Linked DNA regions of Mus musculus: all the other regions are linked to region 1. A link is a contact called in public Hi-C, HiChIP or PLAC-seq and promoter capture Hi-C data. All regions are on one chromosome and are shown on one strand. Each heading gives the region's core, a stretch centred on a gene start, on an enhancer-like site or on the middle of the called end of the contact. The rest is flanking DNA. Distances are from core to core; before and after follow the strand shown.

The links. Promoter capture Hi-C pulls out the DNA fragments that hold promoters and counts their contacts. A called contact is a pair of places that touch in the nucleus more often than the background predicts. HiChIP or PLAC-seq counts read pairs in DNA pulled down with a chosen protein or histone mark.
Region 2: a contact with region 1 is called in a promoter capture Hi-C map of pre-B cells, with 11 times the contacts expected there. The contact joins the promoter of Polr2k here to the promoter of Rpl30 in region 1. A contact is called at or near these places in 9 of 39 promoter capture datasets (the C10 cell line, cranial neural crest, liver and 5 more), 3 of 484 Hi-C or Micro-C datasets (CD4 T cells, embryonic stem cells and pre-B cells), 2 of 115 datasets of contacts at active chromatin or transcription factors (astrocytes and embryonic forebrain) and 2 of 9 other capture datasets (adipose tissue and liver).
Region 3: a contact with region 1 is called in a promoter capture Hi-C map of the 3T3-L1 cell line, with 5 times the contacts expected there. The contact joins the enhancer-like site here to the promoter of Rpl30 in region 1. A contact is called at or near these places in 9 of 39 promoter capture datasets (the 3T3-L1 cell line, 3T3-L1-derived adipocytes, cranial neural crest and 4 more) and 2 of 115 datasets of contacts at active chromatin or transcription factors (astrocytes and epiblast stem cells).
Region 4: a promoter capture Hi-C map of embryonic stem cells shows a contact between it and region 1, with 4 times the contacts expected there. The contact joins the promoter of Rgs22 here to the promoter of Rpl30 in region 1. A contact is called at or near these places in 10 of 39 promoter capture datasets (the 3T3-L1 cell line, 3T3-L1-derived adipocytes, the HPC-7 cell line and 6 more), 2 of 484 Hi-C or Micro-C datasets (cortical neurons and palatal mesenchyme) and 6 of 115 datasets of contacts at active chromatin or transcription factors (astrocytes, embryonic forebrain, embryonic limb bud and 3 more).
Region 5: a contact with region 1 is called in a Hi-C map of pre-B cells, with 4 times the contacts expected there. The contact joins the promoter of Rnf19a here to the promoter of Rpl30 in region 1. A contact is called at or near these places in 7 of 39 promoter capture datasets (3T3-L1-derived adipocytes, the C10 cell line, hippocampal neurons and 3 more), 1 of 484 Hi-C or Micro-C datasets (pre-B cells), 3 of 115 datasets of contacts at active chromatin or transcription factors (the 230-238 cell line, embryonic stem cells and large pre-B cells) and 2 of 9 other capture datasets (adipose tissue and liver).
Region 6: a contact with region 1 is called in an H3K4me3 HiChIP or PLAC-seq map of embryonic forebrain, with 9 times the contacts expected there. The contact joins the promoter of Sdc2 here to the promoter of Rpl30 in region 1. A contact is called at or near these places in 8 of 39 promoter capture datasets (the 3T3-L1 cell line, cranial neural crest, frontonasal cranial neural crest and 4 more) and 2 of 115 datasets of contacts at active chromatin or transcription factors (astrocytes and embryonic forebrain).
Region 7: a contact with region 1 is called in a promoter capture Hi-C map of the HPC-7 cell line. The contact joins the enhancer-like site here to the promoter of Rpl30 in region 1. A contact is called at or near these places in 6 of 39 promoter capture datasets (the 3T3-L1 cell line, the HPC-7 cell line, liver and 2 more) and 1 of 115 datasets of contacts at active chromatin or transcription factors (large pre-B cells).

Annotation. Positions count from the first base shown.
Region 1 is chr15:34,441,953-34,445,090 of GRCm38.p6, reverse strand. Rpl30 (ribosomal protein L30) reads left to right here and starts at 1,815. Exons shown (of 5, transcript NM_001163485.1): 1 at 1,815-1,906; 2 at 2,014-2,066; 3 at 2,311-2,456. The coding sequence starts at 2,046.
Region 2 is chr15:36,172,347-36,175,343 of GRCm38.p6, reverse strand. Polr2k (polymerase (RNA) II (DNA directed) polypeptide K) reads right to left here and starts at 1,334. Exons shown (of 4, transcript NM_023127.3): 1 at 1,263-1,334; 2 at 288-357. The coding sequence starts at 348.
Region 3 is chr15:32,942,534-32,945,365 of GRCm38.p6, reverse strand. The region is part of intron 1 of Sdc2 (syndecan 2); the gene reads right to left. Among named protein-coding and RNA genes, the nearest start is that of Sdc2, 23 kb to the right of the region's middle. Within about 2 kb of position 1,460, at least 42 of the 459 cell types and tissues checked have an H3K27ac peak or open chromatin away from gene starts, as enhancers often do.
Region 4 is chr15:36,139,067-36,141,902 of GRCm38.p6, reverse strand. It overlaps Rgs22 (regulator of G-protein signalling 22), which reads left to right and starts at 1,503. Exons shown (of 28, transcript NM_001195748.1): 1 at 1,503-1,575; 2 at 1,996-2,024. The coding sequence starts at 1,551.
Region 5 is chr15:36,281,421-36,284,456 of GRCm38.p6, reverse strand. It overlaps Rnf19a (ring finger protein 19A), which reads left to right and starts at 1,310. Exons shown (of 10, transcript NM_013923.2): 1 at 1,310-1,545.
Region 6 is chr15:32,919,319-32,922,246 of GRCm38.p6, reverse strand. It overlaps Sdc2 (syndecan 2), which reads right to left and starts at 1,524. Exons shown (of 5, transcript NM_008304.2): 1 at 942-1,524. The coding sequence starts at 1,001.
Region 7 is chr15:36,213,136-36,216,133 of GRCm38.p6, reverse strand. All of the region lies in intron 13 of Spag1 (sperm associated antigen 1), which reads right to left. Among named protein-coding and RNA genes, the nearest start is that of Gm41293, 3.5 kb to the right of the region's middle. Within about 2 kb of position 1,308, at least 84 of the 459 cell types and tissues checked have an H3K27ac peak or open chromatin away from gene starts, as enhancers often do. A contact at or near this core is called in the HPC-7 cell line, neutrophils and pre-B cells, where this site is marked.

The sequences.
Region 1 (3,138 bases), core at 566-3,065:
CAAAGCACAGGATTAAAAAAAGGGGGGTGGGTGGGGTAAGGGTAGCATGTTAAACAGCAATGTCACAACTCCAATCTAGGCTTATTGCTTTGAATTTAAATCATATGAGCTATTTGTTAAAGTTCATTTAAAGTTTACTATGTTTACAAAACTGGATTAATAGAAGACAATTAGCTGGATTTGTACCATCCTAAGTACTTTATGCCTAAATGTTAAAGCAAAGAGTATGGTAATTGAACACTACCGTTTGGTCAAATTCACATTAAAATGGGCCACAACAGTTGAATAAATTTTAATGTAAAATTTCTGGATTTTCTGAGTTCGAGGCCAGCCTGGTCTACAGAGTGAGTTCCAGGACAGACAGAGAAATCCTGTCTCAAAAGACTCAACCAAAACAAACAAAAACCAAAAAACCCTAATTTGCAGGCCTGGTTCTATTCATACTTCTGTAATACACTAGCTGTAAAAATGTGAGAATAACACAGTTACTATCTCATAGAGTGTGTGTGTTGGCTAAGTAATATGTTTTAGTTTCCGTTTTTTTTCTTTTTCCAAAAGATCAACTCACAGAGATTGCCAGCTCCGGGTGGGATTATAGGTATAGATCATCTCGACCCGCATGACTCATGGATGTTTTTAAAGTTATTTTAATTAAGGGGAGGCAGGGTTGTTCTTCCCTTTCCTAACCTCCAGGGCAAAGTAACTCACCATACAGCTTACCTACTACCCTGGGTTTCCTTTTTCATGCTTATATAAATTTGGTGGCACAGGTGCTTGTGCAGTTGGGCAGAGGTCACAGGTCAACTTCTGGGTACTTACTCGGTAGTTGTCCACCTTATTTTTCACAAGATCTTTGAGACCTGGAGCTGACAGGTTAGACTAGGTTGGCTGGCTAGCCAGCCTTGGGGAATCTGTTCCACAAATGGAGTTACAAGTGTGCACAACCATGCCAGACTTTTGGGGGCTGGGGATTGACAGAGAGGTTTAGGCATAAAATGCAGGTCCCCACGCTTGCAAGGCAAGCACACTTTACTGACTGAACAATCTCAACAGCCCTGGGTTTTCGTTGGTGCTAGTGCGTAAATAGTAGAGGCTTTCAAGGTTTTTTTTTTTTTTCCTTGAATGCTACATTTATACAACGGCCCAAGTTTCGTAGCAAAATGATTTTTTAAATTATTCGTATTGCGACTATTTCTTTACTTCTGTATACGTATGTGAGCATTCAAGCGCAGGCCAAAGAAAAACCTGCTGGACTTGGCGCTCCCCTCCCACCACGTGGGTTTGGAACTCATTCGTCTACTTAGCGACAAGCGCATTTACCCGTCAGCCACTTCACCAGGTTTTTTTTTTTTTTTTTTCAATTGTGGTCCCTGTGCAAAGTAGGCTCCCAAGTACACGGTATAAAACCGCCGCAAAAGGGGTGTGTGTCCTACGGAGCGGCAAACAGGAAGATCAGCGGCGGGTGGACAGAGATGCCTCCGCTCCTGGTGAGCAGTCACGGGGTAAACCGGCGGCCCGGGGTCCTTCCGGAGCACGCCCAAGACAACGTCAGGCGGAGACCAGCCCAGGAGAGGCCAGGTCGCTGCCGCCTCGCCACGGAGCCCTGGGCCTCGTCGTCAGCTCCCATCGAGCTCCGGCTCTCCGCGGTGTCAGCCCGCTGCAGCAGAACAAACGCCCAGAACCGAAGGCCGGAGCCCAGACGCCGCAGCAGCCCAGCCTGCGTTGTAACCCGGTCCCCATAGCAACCAACTACCGCAGACTACTCTCGCAAGCGCTGTTCTGCTTGTGACCCGGACCGGCTTCTCTTCCGCTTCCGGTCCCACAATCCTCTGTCGGCCTAGAAGAGCTTTGCATTGTGGGAGCTCCTTCCTTTCTCGCTCCCCGGCCATCTTGGCGGCTGGTGTTGGTGAGTGAGCTCTGCGGGGTAAACGATTAGGCGGCTCGGGGAGCTCCGCTAGCTGGTGTTTGACGCTCTGGATTATAATCCTCTCTTCTGTCCTCTGTGTATGCTAGGTTGGGGGTTGTCCCGCACCTAAGGCAGGAAGATGGTGGCCGCAAAGAAGACGGTGAGTGAAGCCGATCGGGCCCGGAAGCCGGTTCACGTGGAGAGCTGGGTCGGGCCGGGGCGGATAGATTTGAGCACACTGGGTGGACGACTTGTCGCTGACGTTTCAGGGTCTCAAAGTGAATCCGAGAGGCTCTTTGTATGGTCTCAGACATCATGAAAGGGTTCAGTTCCAGAAATCTGGAACTGAGTTTGGTTTTAGATGACTGCAAGTGGTGTTCAAGTCTCAAACGTTTGCATTGTAGAAAAAGTCTCTGGAGTCGATCAACTCTAGGCTCCAACTTGTTATGAAAAGTGGGAAGTACGTGCTGGGCTACAAGCAGACTCTGAAGATGATCAGACAAGGCAAAGCGAAGTTGGTTATCCTTGCCAACAACTGTCCAGCTTTGAGGTAATGGAGGGAACCTGGATGTGTGCAGCCTATTGTAAATTCACTGTGCAGTATCCAGCATTGGGAAGAAGAATAATGATGGTTGCTTTCTGATGTTTGGACCTTGCTTTGTGTGTGTTTTTTGTAAATGTACCTTTGAGGCACGTTGTGTGACAGGAGGTATACAAATGATACACGCAGACTGGGGGAAGCCCGATCCCGAATTTTTCAAGGTTTGAAGTGTTAACACTCCGCTTCATGTGCCTGTTTTAGTTTAGAAAAATTCTGGCTGGATTATGGAGGTGATGGTATCATGAAATCACCTATTTGGCAGGGTCCAATTTTCTGAACACGTTCATTCTTGATTAACTATTTTAACTCGAACCTAACAAGTATTTTAAGTAAGCTGAAGAAGCTTGTGTAGTATACGCTCCTTGATTTTTCTATGGCAATTGTACACCTCTTCAGCCTTTTATGTAGGTGTCTATACTTAGTGGCAGAGTTTGGAATGTTTGGTCTTATTTTAAACCTTTGCCAGTCGATTCATAGTGGCAGCGTAGACATTCATTACTAAATTACAAGCTCAGACTCAGTGGGTCCAGGCTGGAGCTTCAAGTTCATTTCTCATAAGCACTTTGGAGCACTGTTGGTATGTGGGGCCACATTCTAAGCTCAAGGTTCTGTGGAACTTTCAAATCTTAAC
Region 2 (2,997 bases), core at 85-2,584, 1.7 Mb before region 1:
ACACTATGGGGGAAGCAAATGATAACTACAGATTTCAACTGGAGCAAACCAAAAGGCACCAAAGCATCCAAGTGCCCGATTATTGCCAAAACAGACCAAGGAGAAAGAAGGGCTGTAGGCAGTACACCTTTTCCAGATAAAAGGAAGAGATCTTAATAAGGGAGGGGGATTTTACATTAACAATCGCTAAAGTGCTCCACGTTATAATTTTACTCATGTAAGAGAGGATTTTTGGGTGGTGGTTGTTTTTTTAAGTAAAGCATTATTTAAATGAATGTCAATTTTACCTCCACAAATATATATCATTGGCTGCTGCTTTGGTGGTTGAACATCTTTCTGAGCGTCCATTGTTAGTGCCTGAAATCAGAGACAAAGACTGAGTATCAGGGTCTTCGCACAAAACATGCCTCTTTTTTTTTTTTCTCAGACGCAATACAAGGTTCTTATTTTCCGGCCTTAGAGAAAAACGCAATAGAATGTTTGCCTAGCATGCAGAGGCCCAAGGATAAATACCCAGTATTACAGATGGGGAAACAAAAAAAAAAAAAAAAAAAAAAAAAGGAAAAGTCGCAATTCTTTATCTATACCTATAGTTCCCCCAAACTGTGGTGTGGGCTGGGTCTTAAGAATAAAACACATTTTCGCCGGGCGGTGGTGGCACACGCCTTTAATCCCAGCACTTGGGAGGCAGAGGCAGACGGATTTCTGAGTTCCAGGCCAGCCTGGTCTACAAATCGAGTTCCAGGACAGCCAGGGCTACACAAAGAAACCCTGTCTCGAAACAAAACAAAACAAAACAAAACAAAACAAAACAAAACCCACAATTTCAATAATAATAAACACCAGGGGGAATGTTTATTACAGTCTTCACGATCCTAGAGTGTATTACTCTTTACACAAGAGTAATACACTAATAGGCTAAGGAGAGGTTTGTTTGCCCAATCTCACTCCTCAAAGGAATTCAGATCTGACCTAGGAGCAATAGCTCCATCAAAGCTTGTCTCGAGACTAACTCCACCGGGGATCTTTATTTACGCGCTTGGTTCTTTGAAAAGACTTTGAGAGTCTTCACTTTGTAACCTAAGCCAGGCTCAAAGTCAAGGCGCTGGTTGAAGGCGGAATTCTCCTACCTCTGCTTCCAAGCGCTCAAATGGCAGGAGTGTGCTACCTCTCCCGGCTGCCCACAAAGATTTTAAAGCCAAGTGTCTCTCCTGGTTTTGCCACAAATTTACTTCCAAAATCATCAGCCGGAGACTCCCTACCTCCACAGCTGGAAGAAGCGTCCCTTCTCTGAGCACGCAAAAGCTTTTTCCGGCGCTGCCTCGCCAACTTCCGGCGCCGATTTATGACGAAACGAAGCCCCGCCCCCTCTCCCTCGCAGTGCGGGGGGACTGGCGCTTCTGTTTCTGAGGCAGGTTACAGCGTTTTTCTCCTACCTGCTTCCTGTGGGGTTTTGTTTTGTTTTTATTTGCCCTTCTCTCTGGGGTAGCAAAACATCTCCACAGCTCGGCATTCGAAGGTTTGTGCTTGTGTAATGGCAGATACAGGAGGAACCCAAGACAGGCAATGCTGGAGTCTTAACCGACCCGATGCTTAGGCGAACACCAGCAGGCTACCCTACCAATACTTCACGATTTGACACTTCGCACATGGCGGTTTTCAAATTGTTCAATGCCCGTGTGGGTTTTTTGTTTGCTTGTTTGTTTGTTTTCAATTTCCAGTTCTCTCCTAGTTTCCTGTCACCTCTCTTTTTTATGTTGGGGAGTGGAAAGAGAGGGAAAGGGGAAGCCCAGGCTGAGACTGCTCTTAAACCCGTACAATCCTCTGTCTTCGCCGCCTCAATGCTGAGATTAATCGCGCAAATCACAACGCCTGCCATCTCCCTCCCTTTTTGAAGCCAAGGCTTTCTTACGGCAGCTCCATCAATTACTTCGACTAGTTGGTGGCTTTAGCTTTTCTCTTAGTACTCTCCTTCCTGTGTTTGACCAGTTCAGTAGAGTACAGGTGTGTGTTCTCACACATCAAAATTGGAACTCAGTAAAACACATCTGTTGGGTTCAGGACGTTTACATTCAATTATTTCACACCAGTCGTTTATTTTAATAATAGGATGGATAACCTGAAGGGATTCAAGTAAAAACAGTTGTTAACTATTAAAGAGATGGCTTCTCTCCCAGTGGGCACTCTGGTAACTTAGTAAACTACTCTCCATTCTCCATCCATCAAGAAGAACTTTGAGCTTTGTCTTTCATTTCTAGTTCAAACCTTTGATATTCACAGACCATCTTGAGAAATTCCAGTCTTCCTAGATGACAATTAAATTTGTTTTTTTAGAATTGCTGGCTTAATAAGCAGTAATTTATTACTTAAGCAGTAATAAAATGCTTGTTTAGCATGCATGAGCTCACAGTGATAATTTCTTTCAGAAGGAAATCAGAAAAACAGTACTTTCCAGCTTCTTCCTCTACATCCAGACTAACAGCATATTTTGACCAGCAGCCATGTTTCAAAGTACCCCTTCTCCTCAACAAGCAGGAAGAGGAAAACAAGTGTGCACACTAAACATCTGTACAATGACACTAGGTTAAGCCCATGGGTATTGTAAGAGGACTTCATACTGCAAGCAGATTTGAAGATTTACTGTGATTTGAGTTATGTGTGGATGCCAGTTGAGATCAGAAGAGATAGTTGGACCCCCCCTCCCAAACTGGAACTACAGACTGTTATAAGCTGTCATACCTAGATGTTGAAAACTGAACCTGTCCTCTGCAAGAACAGCAAGTGCTCTTAAATGCTGAGCTGCCTCTCAAGCTCTTGCTTTTTGTTTTTTGTTTTTTCTTTTTTTTTTTTTTCCATTTTTTATTAGGTATTTAGCTCATTTACATTTCCAATGCTATACCAAAAGACCCCCTTACCCACCCACCCCCACTCCCCTACCCACCCACTCCCCCCCTTTGGCCCTGGCGTTCCCCTGTACCGGGGCACACAAAGTCTGCG
Region 3 (2,832 bases), core at 211-2,710, 1.5 Mb after region 1:
GGAAGAATAGCTGATGTTACTATTGAGCCATGTTTCCAGGCCCTGTGCTTTTCTTATGTTCCAAAAATATGTTTTTGTTATTTTAACTATATATGGGAATGCGCACATGTGTGCAGATGCCCTTGGAGGCAGGAGACATTAAATCTCTGGGTGCTAGAGTTACAGGAGATTGTGAGTCCAGAAATGTAGCTGCTGGGAACTGAACTCAGGTCTTCTGCAAGAGCAGTATGTATTCTTAACCATGTCTCCAGCTTCCATAATGCTTTCTCCAGTGTTTCTTCTCTAAGGTCAGTTTTCAAAAGCATGAATGATTATCTCAAGGTAAAGATAACAACTTCAGACATGTGGTACTTCAGCTCTAACTGGGGAATGGGAAAACATGATTTTTCTCTGTGGTAGTTGAATTAAAATGGACTCCATAGGCTCATATATTTGAATGCTTGGTCCCCAGTGAGTGAAACTATTTGGGAAGGACTGGGAATGTGTCCTTGTTGAAGGAGGAGTGCCATGGGGGCTGGGCTTTGAGATTTCAATAGCTTGTGTTATTCCCAATTTGCACACTCTCTTTGCCTCAAGCATGTGGGAAAAAAAATGTTAAGTTCTCAGCTACTATCCTGTGCCATGTGTTCCTGCCTGTTCCTATGCTCCCCACTATGATGGTCACAGACTCATCCTCTGAAACTTTAAGTGCCCATTAAATGCGTTCTTCTCTAAGTTGCCATGGTCATACTATACTGTCTCTCTTCATAGCAGTGGAAAAATGACTAAGCTGGTAACTTAACTTCTCTGAGCCTCTGTCCTCCTCAGCTGCTCAAGCCCTCCTGGTCCAGTCCTTTCCCCCAATGTCCGCCACCAGGTCTGCAAAGACAAATACTATTTGCCAGGTCTTCTTCAGCTTTGGCTCAAGGCTACTTCAAATTCAGTCTCCCAAAGAGCCACCTTCTTTTATCCTCTACATTTTCTGGGCTTTAGTCCTTGGTTGTCCCTGGAAGAGTCTTTTGTTTTAAAAAAAAAAAAAAAAACAAAAAAAAAAAAACAAAAAAAAAAACAGCCCTGAAGTTCCCAGGGGCTGAGGGTTAATGCAGGTCTCTTAGAGCCGGATGTGCATAATCAGACTCAGACAGCAGCTGCTGAGCTGGAGCTAATCCTTAGAGGACTGCTCAGCCCTCCTTGTTCTCTGGAAGTGAGATTGCCTGTCACCAGGCCTGCTCCAGCTGCTGGCCTGTATGTTTTCAGGACACTGCAAACAACATCCTCTGTGAACTCCACTCTCAAAATGCCAACAGATTTCTGTTTTGCTTTATCAAGCTGCCTCTCCAGATTCAAGGACTTCAAACAGAAGTCTGGTTGGGGTCCATACACTAAATATCATATATAAATGATGTGGGGGTGGGAAAGGTACCTAGAGAGCCGTGGATGTGAACGTCTGTTAACAGACCTCTTACTGTGCCTGTGTTCACATGGACAGGCAGTATTCTACACAACATTAAAGGTGAGTGAAGCATCCAAAGTCACCACTAAATATATAGCTCAGACACTACTTCCTAACCCCAATGGAATGTCCCCCTGACACTGTAATGCCTCTCCAATCCAATCCCATGGTACGCAAGAATAAAAATGATTTGGTTTTGTTCTCTTGGAAATATAACTAACAACTTAGCTTTAGCGAAAATGTTTTCTTCTTGTAGGTTTGGGAGAAGGATTTGCAGGATGCATTTTAAAAATAAGGTCATCATTACAAAGTTTTCTTGGCTGGATTCTTAGATCAACTATAATTAGCACAACTCACCGTGTGCCAGGAAGTCTCTCGAGAAAATAAAAGTTTGCTTGAGAACCAGTCAGTTCTAGGTAACAACTATGTACTAAATTTGTCAAATTAGGGGCCAGCATAACTCATGAGAGACTACGTGTTTGTTCGTATAGTTAATATTATATTACTGCTTCTAGCATACAAACAATTCAAACTCCATTATGATTTTAAAATATTTTTCCATGTTAAGCATAAATTTAGACAATTTGGTGACCGAGACTCCTGAAGCAAAAGTGTTATCTTTAATGATTCAATGGAATTAGATTCTTATTTAGTTGTAAATATTTGAAGAGTTCCCAGATCTCTATACAAATTACATTTTAAGTATTTATTTTTATTACGTTTTCTTTATATGCATGCACCTGTGTGAATGTGTGCTACCCGTGCATAGGTTCTAGAGTGGGAATTACAGGTAGCTGTGAGAGCTGTTGTGAGTGTGGAGAGCCAAGCTCAGAGAAGACATGCACACTCTTAATGGCTGAGCCACCTCTTCATCTGAAGCTTCAGCCCTTTTCAATTGCACATTCTTTGTTAGACGTTCACACTAATGAATACATAGAATTTTGAAATCTTTTGAGAAGCGCCTTGAGACTTAAGAATCCATATTAAATAAATTCCAGTCATAAATTATATTTTAGAATTTGAAGACTTCATTAAAGACAGTGAGGAGGGAAAAATAGATTTGCAAATCTACTAGACAGTTATCTGGAGAATGGGAAAAGTTGCTCTTATCACACAGAAATCATAAGCACCAAGCTGCTTCTGTTTCTGCTTCTGCTTCCGCTTCCGCTTCCGCTTCCGCTTCCTCTTCCGCTTCTGCAGCCTGGTTCCCAACAGAGTTCTGCCACTGTGCTTGGCCCCACAGAGCCTGGCAGCTCTCAAAGAAGACAGACACATTGTTGCTTCTGTTCGGTCTCCTCAGAGAGGGCATTTAGGTGGATTTTGTTGGGTATTGCCTGGTTTTGTGTTTTCATGTGGAAAACATTAAAATCAAACAATGAAAATCATTGCAACAAATCAGA
Region 4 (2,836 bases), core at 254-2,753, 1.7 Mb before region 1:
CCTGCCCCACACTGAGGAGTCAAATGTGGAGCCACTGGCGGGTTTTAAGTAGGTCAGATTTGCATTTAGATAGCTGGTTTTGCTTTCAGCATGGATAATGGATTTAAAGAGAACTCCTAGCTGGGAGCTAAGCCTGGAAGACTGACAAGTTAGGAAGCTTTTACAGCAGACCAGATGGGAGCTAGCGCTAAGGCTGTGTGTGGGTGCTCTTGGGAAAATGAGAGCAGAGCCCAAATGCAGAAATATGTTAAGGTAGAACTGGCTGAATCCAGTATTTACCTGAATGTGGGGTTTGGAGGGAAAGTTCTAGGGGGAAACTTTGAGTTACTCGGAAGATGTATCATTTAACGGTCATAAGATTTATGTTCCAAAAATAATTTATGTCCCCCCCCAAAATCTGTGTTTTAGTTGAGATAGGTTCTCAAGTAGCCCAGGCTGGCCTTAAACTTCTGATCCCCCTGCCTCCACCTTCCTAGTACAGATTTTGCAGGTCTTTGCCCCAACCCCGGTCAGAAGATGAAGCTCAAAGATCCTGTCTGGGAATGGGTATGATTTGGGTGTGGAGTGATAGGGTGGGGTATAGCTCCTGTTAGACATTTGCATTGGAAGTACTGCTGGGAAGGGGCAAGCAGTTAGCTTTGGGGTTTATTTGGTACCACTGAGGAAATTCAGAACTACAGAATGGGATAAGTTTTATAAAACAATTAGGAAGCAGTATTTCCAATGCAAATGTCTAACAGGAGCTATACCCCACCCTATCACTCCACACCCAAGTCATACCCATTCCCAGACAGGGACTTTGAGCTTCATTTTCTGGCCAGGGTTGGGGCAAAGACCTGCAAAACCTGTACAAGCAACGTGGAGGCAGGAGGATCAGAAGTTCAGGGCCAGCCTGGGCTACATGAGAACCTATCTCAACTAAAACACAAATTTGGGGGGGGGGACATAAATTATTTTTGGGACATAAATATTTTTAGTATTTAGAATAATTGTGTTTAAATTTTTATCTTTTCTATTTAAATAAATTCTTTTTTGTTTGTTTGTTTGTGGTTTTGCTTTACTGTAGCTCAGGCTGGCTTTAAACTCTTAGTAACTGAGAACAAGCTGTAACTCTATTCTCCTGCCTTCTTTTGTTAACTGTTAGGATTGCAGGTGTGTGCCACAGTACACAGGGCTCTGTTTTCCTAACTCCTTTCCTGAACACACATTTTAGGGTAACTGTAATCTGTGGTCCCCAGTTCGGGTAATTCCTAGTGGTCAGCGTTTATGAAAAACCTTTTGCTACAGGCGTCTGACCTAAGGAAACTGAGGCCTGGCTCTGCGGTCCTTCGCTGTGGGAGGATCTGCTCCCCCCGCCCCCGCAACAGCCCTTCCCCACCAGGAGCCGTGCGATCTCCACAGTAACGGCCGCTCCCCAGCCGCCACCCCTGGCCCAGGCGCCTCTGCTTTGTCCAGCTCTATGGCAACAGCGGGCAGCCCCAGGCCGCGTGCCGTGGGGCGGCAGTCGCTCCCCAGACAGCGGGGCCGGGCAGCTGGGTTCCCCCGACAGGATGCCGGAGAAGCGGCTCTCGGCGGGTAGGTGGGCCCCGGCGCCCTGCCGCAGTGCTCGGGCACCCGGACCGCGCTCGACCCCAGCCCCAAGCCTCCAGCCCAAGCCCGGGTCCCCAGCCCCAGCTCCCTGCCTTTTATACGAACCCCCAGGGCAGTCGCTATTACCTTGTGCGCTAACCACGCTAAGCTCTCCTTTTGCAAATGGGGGCCTTAGGTTAGCTCTGGGGTGACAGTGGGTCCCAAGCCAAAGTCCAAAGGTCTTTCCTCCCCACCTTCACCTGGAATCCTACCTTAAAATGTAATCCATGTGCGGATAATGAACATTTTACTGAGCTCACCCGGGATATATGTATATACAGTAGCGCCAGGGGCTGTCGCAGATGATTTCAGTTAGTCTAAAAGGAAGATCTGAGTACGAAAAGGTAACGTTTTGTCTCCTTCCAGAGCCGCCAGAAGTTACAGAAGAAGAGTTTGTGAGTACACAGTGGCGAGAACGGGTCTTTTTTTTTACATTCTCTTCGGGCTAAAGCTTTCTTCTGTAAAAGACCTCATGTAGTTTCTCCGTACCCTTGCTGTCCCTATGGGGGCAGGCCGGCTGTCTCCATGGCTTTGTTGTGATGTGCAGGGCAGCTCCTGGTTGCAGTAAACATTAGTAGGTAAAGTTGCTCACCCCAGCATTAGAGATGGGAAAGAAGGGCTGGGAGTCGGGGTCATCCTTTGTGACATAGCAAATTCAAGGCTATGTGAGATCCTGTCTTAAAAAATACCAGCCCTCCCTCACCTCCACCCCCATGGTAGCACTCAGGTCTTTAAACTCCAGCAGAGGCAGGAGGATTTCTCTGAGTTTGAGGCCAGCCTGGTCTACAGAGCAAGTTCCAGGACCGCCAGGGCTATACAGAAAAACCCTGTCTCAACAACAACAACACCACCCAGTCAATCAATAAATAATAAAATAACAAAGCCAAAAAACCCAAAACTAATCAACCAAACAACCAAAACAGACAAACACAAAAACAGCAACAGAAACCAGTCATCTATTTGTAAGTGTTTAAATTGTTTTCTAGACATTGTTCTCAGGTCAGAATTTTGGAGAAATTGAGCATACTAAATATTTGCCAAATCTATTTATCATTTGGGAGAGTGCTGTCTTTAGAGACTCTTCTAGAAAGCATATTGCTTACACGAGGAGCTTGCCCCAGGGCACAGACAGACACAGAGGCAACCCTTTTTCCTACCACCGTTGAGGCTGGAGCTCAAAGCGCGTCCAGTATTTACTAATGTGAAT
Region 5 (3,036 bases), core at 61-2,560, 1.8 Mb before region 1:
CAGTCTCATGGAGGTGTTTTCTTCATTGACGATCCCTTCTCTCAAACGACTTTAGCTTGTCTCATGTTAAGATAAAACTATCTAATACAAGATGCCTCCATAGATTCAAGTGGAGATGTCCTTCAGGTATATCTCTCTCAGGATATGCATATTGGACTAGTAAGTAACAGCAGACCCTTCCAATTTCTAGGAAGACAGAAATTTAATTTCTCAGAACTATGATGACTATAGAGAGTACAGGACCACTGTTATTCTGCACAATTCTTTACTCAAAACCCTTACCAGTCATTACTCCATTTGTACTGCAAAGCTACTCTTGCACTATCCGTAGGCTTAAAGTGTCCTGTAGATTATTGGGCATCGAATGCAGCCTTTTGATAGCATTTTAAGGTATACACATAATGGCTCTCAACTTCCAATAAATGGAAATCATATCCATACTTACTCCCTTTAAGATGTATGGTCAAAGACATTTAGCCCTAGATCGCCTAGCCTGTTTCTAACTGGGAAAAATTTACTGTGTTACCAAAGAGGCCAAGTGGGGTTTGAAAAAATATGGCTCCTTGGTGAGTTTCTAGTTTAGACACACTGAAATAAGGATCGAGTGATATATTTAGATTAAGTAACAGATGGTGGATGGACATTTTGGCATCCATCACATCCATTTCTCAGGATTCTAAGGAAATGATCTAAGTCCCCAAGAGAAATAAACGGAGAGGATGGGATCAGGACAGGAAAGGGATCTGTTTATTTAACTAACTCTATACCAAGTCTTATGTAGGTGAAAAATTCAAAGGGTGTCCGACTGGATCAAAAGCTGGAGGGGAATGGAAGACACAGGCTGGGCCAAAGTAACTCCTACTGTATCAGACATTGATAAGACCTGAGATATTTCTTTGGGGACGACTCGGCTCTGCTCTCCCGAGGGTTGCCAATCAAGCAGGTGAACAAAGGATTGAAAAGCTAAGTCAGGGTCCTGTCGCTCAGGAAGCGCTCCACTTGGAACGCGGCTCCCGCCGTCCCTTCCTATCACCTCACGGAGACGGGGTCGGGGTTACAAGAAGGGCGTCTCCCGCCCCACTGCCCGGCGCGTTCCGAGTAAGTCGCCGCCCGCGGGAGGGCCGGCGGCGAGAGCGCGCAGTGCGAGGCGAACGTGCTGGAGCCAAGGAACCACCGCGTCCCAGAGATAACCGCGGCTGGTCGACGTGGGGCGGGGCGGGGCTTGACGCCAAGACGCAAGGCGCGCTGGGCGGGGCTATGCCGGGTGGGGCAGGAGGGAGTGGAGGGGGCGGGGCCTGGGGGCGAGGGCGGGGGAGAATGGCAGTTGCTGTGTTGGTTCCCGGCTGCGACGGTCCGACTGGAGTCACAGAGGGGAGTTCGGGAAAGCGGCCGCCCGCAACCGTTCCACCGGCAGCTCTCGCCCTAGCTGAGAAGGTTCCGCGGCGGTGCTGAAAAGTCGTCCTCCGTTCTGCCTCCGCTTTCTGCCTCCGCGGGATGGGCCTGCTCGCCAGCCGCCCCGCGCCGCCGCCGCCCTGAGGAGCTGAGGTACGGCAGGCGCCGGAGCCGCGGGAGCCGGGCGGCTCCCCTACGGATGGGGATTCAAGGCGCCGCTCAGGCCTCGGTCTGGGGCCGGGAGACCGTTGCGGCCGTCTCCGGGGTGCGGGCCGGGGCGTGGGGGGCCGGGCCTGTGGCCCCGTCGGTGTTGTGACTGTCCACGGCGCTGCCCCGAGCGTTCCGGGGCGGCGGAGCGGACGAGACCCGAGGGCGGCCGCCGTGGGGAGGCGGCGGGGGCGGAGCGCATTCCTGACGGGTGAAATCGCCTCTAACGGGACGCTTTCCGGGCCTCGCCGCACACTGGGCGCCGCGGACTTCGCCCCCGAAGCCTGCCGCCTGGGGCCCGGGAGGGCGGCGGGGAGATGACCGCCTCCTTCGGGAGCGGAGATCGCGCACACAAGCAGGCACCGGCGCGGAAAGCCGTATAGCCTGGGGATGAACGGGGGTCTTCCGGACTCCACGTCTGGGGTTTTCCCTGCCCTCACCCCGAGTGAGGCCACCACTTTGAATTGCCAGTTTTTCCTTCGGTCTGGGATTCCGCTCTACTGTCGCTCTCTTCTCTTTTTCCATTTCCACTAATGGGAAGAAGTGGTTTAGGTTCGTTAATCCTGAGACAAGGGCAGCAAATAAAAGAGGGAAGAGAATGGTGAAGGCTATATATGGGAAAAAGAAAGGTTTAATTTTTGCTTGTTGGCGCCCTTGGAGATAGAAATACACGACTGGTGCTTTACTTTGTGTAGGGTTGAGAATGTCGCAAAATGTTGGTAATGATAGGACGGCCTTTAAATGCAGCTGCAATTTTCAAACCTAGGGTTGGCTATAAAGGCTGGTGTAAAATGATAGCAAACGGGAGGTATGAAAGCGGGCCTTTCCGTGGTTGGTGCCTTCAAAATATTTTGATCTTCCTCATTCTACTTTGTGTATGTTTGTGTATACGCACGCGTACCTGGCAGTCTTTGATTATTTAATATTTTAACCAGAATTTCTTGACCCTTTTCATTGTATGTAGTGTGACGAGATACTTGTCTTTTTTTCCCTTTCCGGTTTTGCTATAAACCGGTCTCTTTGCACATCCTAGTGCTTCTGTTTGTAATTCAAGTCATTTCCATATTTGCTTGCTTAAGCTTCTTTAACACAGAGCTGTCTGTATTGAATTAAAATGTAAATATTTAGAAAATGGCTATGTCCTTACTTTCAAATGTTCTTTACTTGGTACATACAATTTCATGGACAAAGAATTGGTATTAAGTCTTGGGACTTACTAAACCAAATTATGCAAAACAAAAGCAAGATATATATATATATATATATATATATATATATATATATATATATTATACAGTGTAAGCTTAAATTTCATGTGACCATGGAAAGATTTTAATGTCATTGCAAGGTGTCTTTCTGAAGAAGAATGCATATGGCAGCTAGCCTGAGTGTATTTTTTTATTATATCATCGATTCTCATTCTAGAACCCCAGTAAG
Region 6 (2,928 bases), core at 275-2,774, 1.5 Mb after region 1:
CACAATCCTGACCAGAAATCAAATTTCCAGGGCCACAGAGGTGAAAGGATGCTAGTAGTGGAAGAAGACAGTTCATGGGAATATGGATCCAAAGGAGTATGAGGTTGGCAGGACAGAAATCTACATTCCCTCCAGCAGCCAGAGGATCTGAGGGCCAAAGCAATGTCACAAGCACCCTCATCTTTCCATTTTGAAAAATTCCATCTCTCTCCAACAGCTTTGCTCCACAAGGACCGTTCCTGGAAGATCCCAGAAACCAGAGAGCCCAGGCCTGTTCCCAAAAGCTCCATGAAGCCAGGAGCCTCCAAATAGACCACCGACTGCATCTCCACTTAGTGTGGGCCCCTTGCCACAGCCACAGGGAGCATTAAACAAATGCACTTTTAGAAACTTTCACTCCTGATACTCTCGGTTTCCTTAATATGGACCCTATCTCCCTAAACTTGCCTTCAGTCAAGCTCAAAGCCTGGAGTAGGGGGATGTGTGCAGAGGAACAGATCCTCCCCAAAGTTTCCAACTCACCCCTGGGGTTTGTCCAGTACACAGAGCTTACTGGATCCTTTCCTGGCCCGCAGTGGTGCTCTAGTAACCTGCAACTTTTAGCCCTCTGTCCTTCCTAGACTACACCATAAAATCCCCCAAGGCAGAAAGCTGGAAATGACTTTAAGGACCTGTGGGGTCCCTAACCTCCAAGTCTTGTGCTCCCACCCCCTGAAGACATGGCTTGGGTAACTCCCTGTAGCAGCTCAATTGTGCAAGAGGGAAAAGGAAGAGCCCAGGGGCAAGTGGTTGAAAAGCAAGCTCATTTGTTTCAGTAGAACCTAGGCAGCCCCACGTTCAGGGTTGGCAGATCCCCCAGGTAGCATCCCCCAATTACCCTCTGGCTCTTCTATTTGCCCGGGCACTCTTAACAGTGCACTTCCCCGGCTGGGCCCACTCACCGTCTCTGCGGACACACAGGCCATCAAGCCCAAGGTGAGCAGGATCCACGCGCGCTGCATATTCCCCAGGGATGTGGCTCCTACCCGGATAAAAGGAAGCCCAGAGCAAGCCTAAGAGGGCCTAGAAAAAAAAGAAGCTGAGCCGCCTCCAGGAGAGAGGTTTGGGCTCCGATTCCGAGCTCTAGCTGTCTTCTCTGGCGCCTGCTCTAGCGTTCTCCCTGCGCCCCGGAAACGCGGCGCCTTCTCACTTGTTGGCTTCTGTACTCCCAACCCAGAGTTGCTGCTTCGCGAGGCTGTTTTCTTGGTCTGGTCCTACAGGGCAGCGTTGTGCTTTCACTCGGCGGACTCCGGTGTCTGGGTCGCAATGCTGTCTGATTTGAAGCAAGCAGTCGATGGGTTGAAACCGAGCTGCCGCTCAAGTTTAGGATGCCGAAAGGCGAACGGCGGCGGGGACGCGCGGTCTGAGGGGCTGGAGCTCCAGGAGTATCTGGAGTACAGCACTCTACAGCTAGACTGGTGGCTTGGCTGCAGCGCCCCTCCTTCTACGCGCCGCCTCCTCCTGGGTCCTCCCCCTCGATCTCACCCCACACCCCTCCGTGTCCTCTCCCTGGTCCTGGTCTTGGTCCTGCTCAGCCTCCGCTTCAACCGCCCCTACCTTCCCTCCCTTCTTAGCCTGGCCCTCAAGGTTCCTCCCAGCTACTGGGGGAAAGGAGGTTGCCAGGACTCCATGATAAAACCAGGGAGAAATTCTTACGGGATTACACTGGGATTGGCAGCTCCCAGAGCCAGTGGGAGCCAGCAGCTCCACTCTGTGGCTGTCCTGAGAACCTGCCTCTGCAAACCTTAGTGCTCTTTCATTTTCTCTCTCCTTCTTTCCCCTTCTCAACACCCTCTCCTCTCCCCACCACCCTTCTGTCTCCCTTTCCCTTTCCTTCTCCTTTTCTTCGCTGTAATTTTCTAAAGAAAATTCGATGAAGGTTTAATGGGCATATTGAGCCTTTTCTTACTTGTGAAAATTGGGTCAATAGAAAGATGAGAGTCGAGAAAAATGAGAAAGTTTATACATCCCCTTCAAGTATTCACAGTGCCCATAGGTCTCCAGATAATGAAGATTGCAATTCAAAAACGACAAAAATAATTGTAACAAGTTAGTGTTAAGATTCTCCTTGGAACTTTCCCCCATGACCCACCTCCACCCCCATCCCAACTATAACCCACAACCCACAACCCTCAAAAAGGTAGAAAAACAAAACCCAAAACACAACAACTCCAAAGCACAACTCATTAAAGGCTTACAAACCATTTCTGCTGCTCACAGTTTGTACCCTGCCTCCTGACTCACACACACACAAACACACACACACTGCCCCAGGCATCAGCTAAGTTCGATTTCCATATTTTTACTTTTGGAAAATGTAAAATTGCAACAGATAAGGATGAAAAATTAGAGAGTCTAGATATTAGCAGATGAATTTCAGAGAATGAATGGTTAAGTAGTTTCTGGCTTTAAGAAAATGAGTATGTATTTCCTACATAAAGCAAAAGCATGCGTCATGTAGTTCGGTGCTGTATGGTGCTACAGAACCAGGCAGGCACATACTCTTCTAATGCTCACCGATGTTCTCTTGGATTTAGAAACTGAATGAATTATGGACCCATTTTCTTCTGTAATGTCCATTTATAAAGGGACAGGGACATTTCAGTATTAGCCACTATTTTGTTATCATGTAGGATGAATTAAAAATACATAATAACTATTTTGTAGGTAAATACTACTCCAGACCTCAAGCCACACCATAAAAAGCTCTGTGATTTTCTCACACAAACACATACCCATACACACACACACACACACACGCACACATGCACAAACACACATACACAGAGACAGAGAGACAGAGACAGGCAGAGACAGAGACAGACAGAGAGACAGAGAGAGACAGAGAGAGAGACAGAGAGACAGAGAGAGATACAGACATGAGGCCCT
Region 7 (2,998 bases), core at 59-2,558, 1.8 Mb before region 1:
GAGAAGGATCCGTTAATTTGTATTTAGCAATGCAGACTGCAGTGCTGGACCCCTATGCATCACACCTGATATTTCACCCTGGGGTCCTGGCAATCTATCAGAAAGACAAACCCAAAGTTAAACAGCTATCATATTGTCCTTGAACCCACCGACTAGAAAGCATTCTACTGTCTTCGGGCCACAATGAGGTGTGAGTTTAGAAATAAAAGTCTCACAGCTAAGGAAATGGACCTGAGGCTCCCTGCACCACATAAAAGCAAGCACACATATCTGCCTGCTATGCCGAGCTTAAGAGGTGGAGACAGATTTGCTGGGGCTCACTGGCCAGTCTGAGGGGGTCCTTAAGCTGGCAGTTCCGAGGTCAGTGAATGTCTTAGTCTTAAACAATAAAATGGGGAGTGGCTGTGGAAGATGCTGAGCGCTGGCCTACACACACAGACACACACACATAACACACACAGAGACACAGACACACACGCAACACACACATACACAACACACGCACAGAGACACAGACACACACATAACACACACACATTCTTTTTTTTTTTAAAGATTTATTTATTGTTATATGTAAGTACACTGTAGCTGTCTTTAGACACACCAAAAGAGGGCATCAGATCTCATTGTGGGTGGTTGTGAGCCATCACGTGGTTGCTGGGATTTGAACTCAGGACCTTTGGAAGAGCAGTCAGTGCTCTTATCCACTGAGCCATCTCTCCAGCCCACACACATACACACACATTCTTAATCGTATCCATATATTTAACAAGGTGCCTTACTACTAAACCACAAGAACTTGCATGGTTTTTTTTATCAACTTTCTAACACTATCTATGGTTCATTTCTATTGATTATAAAAAGGGTATCAGCAACAAACCAGAAGAGAACCTGGGACTAAGCATACAACTGTTTATGAGTCATGAGTTTTCATCTTGCACTTTCAGTATCACTACATATAAATTTTATCTGCGAGGCCAGAGAGTGTGGAGGTGTTCCCCGCCACACCTGCATCACCTCCATCCCAGGCTGCTTTCATTGCTCAAGATACCACAGGGCCAATCAAGATGGCCCAAGCTTGGAATCTAAATTGACAAAATGGGACACAAAACTCTTAGTACTTCCTAACATAGGAAATGAAGGGTTAGGGTTTTCATTCTTTGACTACATCTTGAAAATGAGTGTGAGCCTGCGAATGGAAATGCCATTGAAGAAAACAGTCTCCAACCACAACCACAGACAGGTGTTGGGCATCAAAGAGCTCACCAGGAAGCCGGCTGTGACCCTCAGGCGTTTCCTGTGGGCAAGTCTGTCAGAAGTTGGCAAAAACACACAGAGGCGGAGAATGACTAGGCAACTTTAGCCTCTCTAGATACTCTAAATAGGAAGCTGTCCGTACGTGTGTGTGTGTGTGTGTGTGTGTGTGTGTGTGTGTCCGTACGTGTGTGTGTCCGTACGCGTGTGTGTGTCCGTACGTGTGTGTGTGTGTGTGTGTGTGTGTGTGTGTGTGTGTGTGTCCGTACGTGTGTGTCCGTACGTGTGTGTGTGTGTGTCCGTACGTGTGTGTCCGTACGTGTGTGTGTGTGTGTGTGTGTCCGTACGTGTGTGTGTGTGTGTGTGTCCGTACGTGTGTGTGTGTGTGTGTGTGTGTCCGTACGTGTGTGTGTCCGTACGTGTGTGTCCGTACGTGTGTGTGTGTGTGTGTCCGTACGTGTGTGTGCGTGCACTTGTGAGCGCCCATGTTTCCAACAACTTCAAGAGTTCTTCTGACAACAGAAGTATGATGTGGTTTGGGGTGTTTCTTGTTGTTATTTGTTTGTTTTCTTTTGGCTGATAAACAATTATGCAAAAATCTCCACTTTTTAAAACATTGTTTCTCCCAGTTTTGCTTAGGCATGATAGCTTCTTTATCTCACATGGAGCCTGCAAACTAAAATGTGGAGAAGCTGAGGAACGAGGGGCCCAGAGCCTCATGCATACCCCCAAACTTCCCAAGAGTGATTGCGCAAACAACCTCTGGAAAACACTGCCTCTCCAGAGATACAAAAAAGTTTATCTTCAGACTGGAGAGTCAGTCAGCGGCTAAACCCACTGCTGTTCTTGTAGAGGACCAGAGTTCTTAGCACCCACATAGGAAGGCTTCACAACCGCCTGTTACCCCAGCTCCAGGGGGTCTGATACCTTCTTCTGGCCTCCTTAGGTACTAGACATCCATACACAGACACACACATACACAAACACATTGTTTTCAGATCTTGGACTGGAGAGATGGCTTAGCTGTTAGGACCTGGGCCTGATTCCAGCACCCACGGAAGGCAACTCACAACCACCCATAACCCCAGATCTTCAGGCATTCACATGTGCTACACATGCACACACATGTGACACACACATGCATACTCATGCACAAACATGTGGCACACACATACACACACATGGTTTAAGTTCCTTAAAAAATTAAATACTATAAACAATATCTTCACAGGTAAAAAGGTTTCCCTAGTTTAAAATGTCTGGTTTGGTTTTTCTGAGTCAGAATTTAATGGAGCCCATGCTGGCCTCAAACTCTGAAGCTTAGGATAACCTTCAGCTCCTAATCCCACTGCCTCCATCTCCAAATTGCTGGGATTACAAGTGTGAGACATGACTCCTGGCTTCCCTTCCAAAGTTTGATTTATAATCCCAATTATCTGTTAAAAAGAGCTATGGAACTCCTCAGAATGCAAAGATTATTTCTGAAAACTAAATAAGAAGGCTCTTTGAAAATGCATGCAGTCTTTGGAGCTAGAAGTGAAGGTTACACATTTTACTAATAAACTATTCCTTGTTCATGTAGATTCAAATATATCCATAGTTGAGCATGCTCCTGAAGGCACCTCATGTCTTCTTTCCCATTAAACCTGGAGAGGACAGGGACTCCACTGGAAGACCAGCAGACTCAACTAACCTGAACCGTTGAGGGTTCCCAGAGACTGAACCACCAACCCAAGAACATACA